Regions from separate parts of the Macaca mulatta genome. Here region 1 is linked to region 2. A link is a contact called in public Hi-C data. All regions are on one chromosome and are shown on one strand. Each heading gives the region's core, a stretch centred on a gene start, on an enhancer-like site or on the middle of the called end of the contact. The rest is flanking DNA. Distances are from core to core; before and after follow the strand shown.

The links. Hi-C and Micro-C count contacts between places; a contact is called where the count stands out from the background.
Region 1: a contact with region 2 is called in a Hi-C map of fetal cortex germinal zone, with 3 times the contacts expected there. The contact joins the promoter of GFOD1 here to the promoter of NOL7 in region 2. A contact is called at or near these places in 2 of 14 Hi-C or Micro-C datasets (fetal cortex germinal zone and liver).

What each region holds. Positions count from the first base shown.
Region 1 is chr4:169,624,112-169,629,124 of T2T-MMU8v2.0, forward strand. It overlaps GFOD1 (Gfo/Idh/MocA-like oxidoreductase domain containing 1), which reads left to right and starts at 1,969. Exons shown (of 2, transcript NM_001266214.1): 1 at 1,969-2,337. The coding sequence starts at 2,085.
Region 2 is chr4:169,500,820-169,505,776 of T2T-MMU8v2.0, forward strand. It overlaps NOL7 (nucleolar protein 7), which reads right to left and starts at 2,420. Exons shown (of 8, transcript NM_001261675.1): 1 at 2,138-2,420; 2 at 1,990-2,050; 3 at 1,238-1,299; 4 at 2-33. The coding sequence starts at 2,403.

The DNA of each region.
Region 1 (5,013 bases), core at 719-3,218, 120 kb after region 2:
GTTGTTTTAAACGCTTGCAAGTATCACGTTTTCCACTCGTGTTGCGGCAGACATTGAGCCCAGTGCTGAAGACAGGAGATGAACATGACCTGACCCATGACCTCTCCAAAGACCTTCAGCTAGAAGACGTGCCTTTCAATTTTTAGTCCCCGCTCCCGGCATCAAATGGGTGCGAAGCGGGCATTCGATGAATATGCATTCATTTATTTAGCAAATGTTTATTGAGGGCCTACTACATACAGGCAGGCAGTGTGCCAGGTGCCAAGGATATGGTGGAAAACCAGACAGACGCAGAGTCCCCACGGCTCCAGAGGTGCGGGGCCAGCCTTGGCCAGTTCCCCTCAGTCCCCCCTCAAGGGCCTGACAAGGGTGCAGGGGGGTCGAGGTGGGGGCAAGCTGGGAGAAGTAAAGGCTGCTGGAAGTGGCGATGGCAACAGGAGCCGAAGCAAGAAGCGGGCGTGGCATCTGGCCAGGGCGACATATCCGTCTCGAAACCTAGACACGAGACGCACGCGCCGCAGCGGCCTCGGAGACCCCTGCGCCGCTGCGGCAGTCCAGACCACAGCCTCTACGCGGCGGCGGGCACGGGCCTAGGGGCAGGGGAGGTGGGAGGCAGATGGGAGCCCGCCAAGACTGGACTGTCTGGGAAGAAGGCGGCTGAACCGTGCGTGCGCGGCCGGAGCGGGGGCGCGCGATTGGAGCAGGCTAGCTTGGAAGGGGACCGGAGAAGTCTGCGGTTCCATGCCCAGACTCTGGGGCCTGGATTCCAATCGCAGGCCTGTTGCTTACATATGTCACCTTGCGCAAGTCCCTTAGCCTTCACTGGGACTCATTTACATCACTGGTAAAATGGGTTTCCAATAACCTTAGGTTGCTGCGAGGACTAAAAGGGACAATGCCTGGAAAGGCTTCAGTATGATGCTCAGCACGCAGGTAACGCTCCGGGGACCGAGGTTGTTAATACCGGCTGTTCGCACCTCGCCGGGTCCCCTCACTGCCCCCAGGCCAAGGCGCCCACTGCTCTCTTCCAAGGGACAGGCGACTAACCTATTGGGGCGCGCCCTGCCTAGATAGATTTATTTGCTTGCTTGGGGCGGGGTTTGGAGTGAAGCAGGGAGGAGAAGAAGATGGTGAGGGCAAAGAAAGGGAAGAAGCGGAGGGGCAGGAGGCGAGCGAGGCGGGGCCGGGGAGGAGCCGGGCTGGGCTCCCAGGGCCCCGGCGCAGCGCGCACCCGGAGCTGGCGGCGGCGGGGGCGGGGGCGGCGCGCGGCGGCCAATGGCGCGCGGCGCTGCGGTGAGGGCGGTGCAGGAACACCGGCCGCTGACAGCCAAACTCGCCAACTCCGCCCTCGTCCCCGCGGGATCCCGGAGCCTGAGCCGGCCTGGGGCCGAGGCCGCCCGAGCCGCGAGGCGAGCGAACATGGCAGCAAAATGAGGAGGCTGGCGCCGGGTCGTGGCAGCCGCTGCAGCGCTGCAGCTTGAGATCCCCGTCCGGCGCGCTCCGGGCCGCATCCTTAGCCGGCCTCCTGGCGGTCGCGGGATTATTTCATTCCGAGCGGAGGGCGAGGGATAAAGGAGACTCCCCAGCGGAGCGGGTCCGTGCCCAGACTCTGGGGCAGGGTGTAGACGTTTGTGTGTGCGATTCGCCGGCTGCGCAAACGACGCGGGAGAGAGACGGTCCCGGGCTGCGGCGGCGCGGCCGCGGGGATGAGCCGGCCATGGAGCGGCCTTGGCTGGGCGCACGCAGCGGACTGGCGCTGCCGCCCGAACGCCGCCTGAGCCGGGGCTCCAGGGGGCTTCGAAGCCTCCGGCGCCCTGGGGGGGTCCCTGTCGCCGACTCCGGGAAGGACGCAAGCCCCGCGTGGCGGACACTGCCGCAGTCACCGTACTGAGGCGCCCCGAGCTTGCTCCGCCTGCAGCTCGGTGCGCGCTGGGCACCCGGGCGCCTTGCCCGGTGCACGGCGGCTGGCGCACAGCGGCTAGATTGGCTGCAGGAGCCGGGTGCAGGACTAGCTGGAGGTGGGTGTGTGCGCGTGTTGGACTGGAGATCCGAGTAGAAGCAGAACCAGGCGGCTCTGAGCAGCCATGCTTCCCGGGGTGGGCGTGTTCGGCACCAGCCTCACGGCCCGTGTCATCATCCCGCTGCTAAAAGACGAGGGCTTCGCGGTGAAGGCGCTGTGGGGCCGCACGCAGGAAGAAGCGGAGGAGCTGGCCAAGGAGATGAGTGTCCCCTTCTACACTAGCCGCATTGATGAGGTGCTGCTACATCAGGACGTGGACTTGGTGTGCATTAACCTGCCGCCGCCTCTCACCAGACAGATCGCTGTCAAAACCCTAGGTGAGCGACCCCTACCCTGAATCCTCCGTCCCACACCCGCCCTTTAACCTTCCCTGGGTTCCTTCCCCGCTGCCTTTCCCTTTCCGTGTCCCAGAAGCTTACCCTGCATCTACGCTGCCCCAGGGATCTGAGATCCCAGATCCGACTCAGAGCTCCCTCCTTCCTTGTCCCGGGCCTTCCCCACCTTTGCACTTCCCTCCTGCCTCCTGGCACCACTTGGACGCGCTTCCCCACGTGTGTGGCTGGCAGGCTGGAGGAGGAGTGTGTTCCGGGGATCCGAACTAGGAAGATCAGATGCCGATATCAGGGGATGGGGTGCTCCGCAAGAAGAGGAAAGTTAGTCCTCAGCTGTGTGTGTCGTGTACGTGTGTGTGTGAGTGTGTGTGTGTGTGTGCGCGCGCGCGCCTGGGAGACGCGAGTGCGCGCCCAGAAACGCCTGAATAAAGGGCCGCACACGTGTCTCGGGGTTCTTGGGTTCGACAGAGGACCTGCCCTTCAGCAACTGTGGCGCCCTGTTGGGGTCGTTTGTTTCTTTCTACTGTGAGTTAGTTTAGCGTGACATTGGAGGTGTGACCATCGGCTGGAATTATTTCGTCTGCGCTGGAGGCAAGGATGATGGGAGTGGTTGGATGGGGGTGATGATTTAGAATGTTTTCAGAAGCGTCATAGGTTAGTAAAGACTGATTTGATAAAACCAGGGGTTTTAACTTTTGAATGCAGCCTTCCGGGAAATGTCTTCTGCCACAGTTTGGAGTAATCGATTTTAAATTTTTACGGGGATGGGCGCAGTAGCTCCAGAGGCATGGACGCTTTGCATCAGAAAAGGCCCTCGCTAATCGCCTTCAGGAATAGTTTCTGAAGGCACAGTGTTGACCCGCGGGGGCCGGAGATGAGTTCAGGGTGCCTCACCATCTGGTCCCTGCTCCCCTCAACTCCCAGGCAGTCTGAACAATCTCTGAGCACAGAGTAGCAACCTCTTAGCCCATGCTCAGGGGAAAGAGAAGGGCATGTTTTGTTCATCATCAGTTCTTACATATAACCTAAAACAATCCCAGGAAGCTTGCTTGATCTTACAATTCCAAGAAAATTAGCAGCTCACCTTTGAAAGCTGAAGTTTCTATTGGTGAGGAAAACACAAAGCTTATAACAAGAACAAAGCTTATAACCAGATGAAGCGAATAGTAGAACAGATTAGAAGGGAGGAACTGCCAAGGAACAGAGACCATCCAGAAACCAACCGGAAGTTATGTAGTCTTGGAAAGACTGTTTTATTTTTTAAAAATAGGTGTGGATTCAGGGTGGGTGAAATATATATATGTGTTTTAATTCTGCCTTCGAAGAGCTCTGAACAGAATGTAGAAACTCTCCATAGAAAGGCATTTTTATCAGGCCATTTGGCTGTTGACTCAGATGCGACATCTGATGGAATTCCTAAGGAGGCTGCTCACATTGTCAGTTTTAATTGTCAGTTAATTTTATTAAGTGTCTGCCCTTTGTGGCCTGTTTCTTTGGCCTTGAACTGAATGCCATTGAGTCTGGCCAATATTTATTTTCTGTTTGATGGAACATGTGTATTGGGTGGATAACTCCCTGGTTTACATTGGCTATTTGCATATTAAATATTTTATAACCATCTTGTGGTATAATTCTATTGGTGCAGTTTGTACAAAACTGGTCCCTCATGAGCCCTGGGTATACTGGAGAGCTTAGGACTGGTCATATCTGAAAGACCATGTTGTAACTTCGTTTCTCCACCATAGAGATGGTGGTTCCTGTCCTGGGTACAGACCCACAGAGCAAACCTAGAGCAGGAGGGTGGCGATTTGGGGAACAAGGATGACCTTGTTTTCTGGCTGTCTCTGGGAAGTTGGCCATGAAAGTATCTGGGGGCTCTGGTTTCAAGAGATGTGACACAAATTAGACATTTCTGGATACTTCTTCTGTTCTTATTTTTCAAATATCCCTGTGACTTTTCTTTAATTAACAAGACATGTCTGTTATCTCTTCAAAGCCAATGATAAGAGGCATAATAGACCTAGTTGAATAATGGTGATGACAGAATAGGGTTTTGTTCATGTTTTTAGGGTAGGTTTTGAGCTTCTTTCTTCTTTCTTTTTTTAACTCCTTCTTTTGCAGGCTGCCCCTGCGAGTGCACAGTGGGGTGGTCGTCTTCGTTTGCTTTACAGTCACTATTGAAGGTTCAACACATACAACACAGGAAGTGAAAAACCCCAAACAGTTACCAGGCTGGTCTGGCTGTTGGGAGTGTATAGATACGAGTGTTTGCCTGGACTCTGACTTGTCCGAGTAAATTGTCCTTTTAGCAAAGTCCTGGACTTTGGCTTGCTTGCCCAGTAATGGTGACAGGTCTGTGACTCTTGATCCACACTGATAACTGGTCACAGGCCTGTCAAAGTAAGGGGCTGGTCTAGGGACCACAGTGAATAGAAACTTAAGATCAATTGAATCACACACGTCCTCCTTTAATTTATTATTATTATTATTATACTTTAAGTTCTAGGGTACATGTGCACAACGTGCAGGTTTATAACGTGTGTATACTTGTGCCATGTTGGTGTGCTGCACCCATCAACTCGTAAGCACCCCTGTCATTTACATCAGGTATAACTCCCAATGCCATCCCTCTCCCCTCCCCCTCCCCATAATAGGCACTGG
Region 2 (4,957 bases), core at 1,170-3,669:
CCTTCTTTGACCTTTCCTGGCGATTTCTTGACACTAAGGGAAAAAAACAAAACCACTGACTGGAATGGCAGATAGCAAAGGTTACTCAAAATATGTTATATTATTTCATCTGACTTTACAAGCAAGACACTCCCTTTCATTACCAACACCCTCAATTTCTACTCAGGAGCTCTCAGTTTGGAAAGCAACAGTCACTCCCCAGTACACTGCCACCAACTCTCAATCATTGGAAGATCTTCACAATGTAAATCTGAAAGCCTATTAGCAGGCTTCCAAAGCAGCAAAATGCTATGGGCAATGGAGTTCAAGTGAAACACTTAATAACAAGTTATATAGTATTTGAAATATGAAGTGAATGGTAGTAGGCCTGCCTCATTTCATTTGGAGAAATCACAAAGGATTAATTTAATAGTGTAGGCACAGGAGACAGTGAACAATGGAGAGAGAAATGTAAATGGACAGAATACAATACACAAGCATTTGCACAGGAGAAAGGCCACACAAAAGCGGAAGTGATGGGAGGCGGGCGGGCCAATTGAAAAGGTAAAGATGACACTTGAGCTTGGTTTTAAAAGATGAAAGGGAATTTGCCACCAAATAGATTTGCTCTTATGTTTAATGTATTCAGGATCTGAGTAACTCTTGGTAGTTTTTTTTACTGAAAATTTGAGAGCCACTGGCCTAAGCAAAAAGGGGCTAAATTTCTGAATTTAAAGCCTTAAGGAGAAAGAGGATAGAAACAAAAAATACAAATATTTAGAAGGCTAAATTTAGTAGGGTTTGACCGATTCTCAAGGACGACTATACCTTTTCGCTTTAAACCATAAAACACCAAAGATGCTAAATGAAGTGGGGAACAGGGAGGAAGGTCAGGTTGGTGGTAGGTAAGGCAAGTATGGGACAAATTGAGTTTTCAGAGCCTGTGGATAAGTGCCTGCTACCCCACTAAATGATTCAAAACACTCTGTATTCACCACCACCTACTCTGCCCTAGTACAATAACAGGCAATCAACAAAATGTACTGAATGAACACAATGGGATCAGGAATTCAAAAAATGGCAAAATAAGTGAAACATAAAGTTACCTCCTCCTTTCGCACCAAATTCATATACCAAGGTAGCTTTTAAATTTGGGTTCTACAATTCCTTCAGCTATATGGAGTCAAATAAATGTACCAGTATATAATTCAAAGATGAGTGTATATAAGCAAGTAATATAAGAAGATCCATTACTTACTTAAGAGTCTGTGAAGCTGTGGTTAACTTCTCTAAAATAGTGTCTGGAAGGAGTTTTCTTTTCTTTTGGAATGAAAACGTTTAAAATTAATAAAGTCATGTACACAGTATGTCCGGAGTTGCTTCTGAAGTTACTACTTCTAAGAATGCCCTACATCTAGGCAAAGAAATGAATTAGGTTGGAAACTGCCTCCACTCCAAGTTATGGGAAGATTGGGTCCACAAAACTCCATATTCTCTGAAAGACTTGATGAAAACTGGAAAAGGTGCCCACGGTATTCCAACCCTCAGGTCACTGTTACAAACTGAAAGCCGTTAAGTAATGTCCACCTGGAGCCAGTTCTCTGTGTCGAGTGTGTACCAGACAGCAAAGCAACCATACACCAAGTCTTGTACAGCCCTTACAGTTTACAAACCACCTAATTCTCACAGCAACCTCTTATTTTCAGTTGGTGGACACTAAAGGAGACGAGTTTTTTTTTTTTTTTTGAGACAGGGTCTCTCGCTCTGTCGCCCAGCCTGGAGCGCAGTGGTGTGATCTAGGCTCAAGGCAGCCTCGACATCCCGGGCTCCGCCCACCCAGTCCCCCTAAAGTACTGCCGCGCCCGGCCCAAGCATCTTTCTACCACTGTCAGAGAAAATCTTGGTGACTTTTTCCCCACTCAATATCCTACCAACCCAAATTACATCCACCACGAGAATTATCCGCAGGCCAGGTTGTTTTAATAAGACACCTCCCCCCTATCCTCTAACCTTCTGTTCGATGAACAGCTCCTCGCGTCGCTTCCTCTTCTCCTTCAGGAGCGTTTTATCCCTGGGAGGAAGGGTGACAAGTCAGCAAAGGGAAGGACAAGCGGGACGAGAAGGGGCGGTTCTCCCCGCCCGGCCGCGGGCTCCAAACCTGCGCACGGTCTCCCGCACTCGCCGCTCCTCTTCTCTCGCTTCCGCCTGGGCGCTGGCGAAAGTCAGCTCCTCCGGGGCTTCGTCGTCAAACTCATCGTCCCCTTCCTCGTCTTCCTCCAGCGGCTCGGCGGCCGCGCCGCTGCTGGGCTGACCGAGCAACAGCCCGTGCTCCGCCTCCTCCTCCTCCGAGGCCGGCTGGCCCTCGTCCACCATCGCCTCCGCCGACGCCGGGGCGCGAGACGCGCGCGGTCGCAGCTGCACCATGTCCCACGCAGCGCTAGACCGTCTGACCTCTGACTCGGAAGTAACTGCAAGCGAAGCGCAAGCGGACTTTCATCGCCCCCTGCAGGTTGGGAGGTCCTCAGGACGGGCGGGGCGCATGCGCGAAGCCAGGAAGGGCGTGGCCTATGGGCAGTGGGTGTGTTTCTTCCACATGGCTCGCCAAGGCCGCCGTAGGGTCGGTTGGACGCCACGGAAAATGCTCTGCGGGCGAGAGCGGCTGGCAGTGGGGCTGGTTTCAAGGCAGGGAAGAGCCATTGCGCTGCCCTCCTCGGCTGGGATGGCGAGACAGGGCTGGCACGGCTCACTGTCCAGTGCTTAGAAAACCGGTAATAGCGGGTCCGAGGCGCTGCTCGCCGCAGTTTTTTGGCCCTGGGTTCCGTCAGGTGGATCCAGCTTATCAGTGTTTGTAGATTTGGCTGCGTTCGCTCCGCACTTCGGAGGAGATGGCGTTTCATGGGAAGAAATGCGCTCTAGCAGATGGCCGCCGTGGCCAGTCAGCCCTCCTGTGACGGACGAAGACGCTGGCCACAGACCTCGGCTCTAAAGAAATTTGCACAGCCCGGCGCCCTCGGCCTGCCCAGCCCCTTAGCCGCGGCGAGGCCCGTTAGGATGTGGGCCCTGTGGGAGCGATGCCCTTCCTGGTTCCTAACCCACGGCCTGGAGCAGCAGCTGGCCCGTGGCAATGCTGAGCAAATCTCCTGAAGGAATGGCTTCGCCGGTCCCTACAGAATGCACCCGAGTTTTGTCGTATATACACATACGTACTCTTTTTTTCCAAGTATATTTTATTTCTTGGCAAACATGGCCCTTTGTGATCGCCGTGTTTCTCTCCTCCCATCCATTATACAATACTAAATGATCCATCATTCTTTGAACAAATCAAGCCGTTTCACACCTGCAATGCAATTGTACCGACCGTGCTCTTCCCTCTACTGCTGCAATCCCCCAGGCAGAAGTCCTTTTCATACTTCAAAAATTCCCACCCAGGCAAACTTCAAGCACCTTACCCCCTACCCCATCCCACTCTGCCCACCTCTATCTGCTGTGGTCTGAACCCGCACAAATGTCTATGTAGTTTCTGCGCTGCGTAACAGTTTGTATGACAGTTGCTCCAGCCGTTCTGTGAACTCCCGAGGGGAAGGACCAGGTCTTGCTAGTCATTTTATTTCTAATGTCTATCATATGGCAGATGTTTAATAAATGCTAAGTTGAATAATTCTATCTCACACATATATTGTGTTTTTAATTCTCCTTTCATGTCTTCTGTTTTAGAAGCAGTTCCCAATTTAAAAACAACAAAACCAAATAGGAACAAAAATGGTAAAACTTAAGAACAACAACAAAAAAAGCTGCCGAACCAGAGGTTCATTATGAGAGGAATTGCAAAGAACAGTTTGAAATCTGTAGGCCTTAGTCTAAGATAGATTACAAATCAAAAATATAATCAGACTCCCTGAGATACTGTGCTAACACTAGGAAAATGAATACAGTTAACTTGGAGCAGCCCAGGAACAAACTTCTTATAAGCGCATGACGGTATTTTATGTGCAAAACTGCTTTATAAGTACTATAAGACTATTACAGGTATTACCAGTGCCCTCAGTGTAAACTCCTTGGCCCACCCATGTAAAGTGTAAATCGAGCCCTCAGGGTCCCTGACTAGTTCTCCAGCCACCCCATAGGCTATGAGCATCCCTCTTCCCCACAAAAAGTACCATTGGGATTTATTAAAGGTTATGCCTTGTAATGCAGTACAAAGTTTTATATGACAGTGTCTTGTTGCCTGTTTCTACAAAAGCCAAGGGTGTAACATTAAATGCAATTTTGCAAGGGGCTGAGGTGATGTGGTCCAAGTATGTAATCACTTCAGGGAGCCCACTGGATCCAAGGGACCCTGTCATGTATGACCTTCATACACTGTTGATAATGGCCATGCCTCCCAGTCAGGCCTCTGACACTTGTTGGGCAGCAGGCATTCCAAGGCCCCTAAGCACTGAGTTAGCTGGTAAAGGTTAGGGAAAAAGCTGTATTCTTGCTACTTTACTCCAAGGTAGTAAAGTGTATGGAAAATGTACCTGACGGAAATAACTTAAGCATTGCCTGAGAATGACCCTGTATGGCAGATGCATCTGACAGCAATAACTTAAGAAATGAGGTTTGCCATTGGAGGTTGCTGCGGGGAGGGTGCTGAGTGAAAGTGCTATATAAACTGCATGCTTTTTATAAGTGGTTGCAGTTCTGTCCAGCCCGCTGCCACTGGACCACCCTGTAAAGTTCCCCAAATATACCCTATGTTTCCTTCACTGGCTCCAGGTCTCTTCTTTGGCCCCTTGAACCTGGTGCCATCCCTACTGAAGTTAACAGAGGTCTGGCCCAACATAAGGGCATCAGTTTTTAAAGTCCCATGGAAAAAACTCCCAACAGAGTTCAGTGTCTGGGAACGGTTGGCAGGTCCCACAGGAACCATATGCTTCTGCATTTGTGACGATGAGAAACAGTCCACTGTTGACTCTTCCCCCTTCTAAGGGAGCCAGAG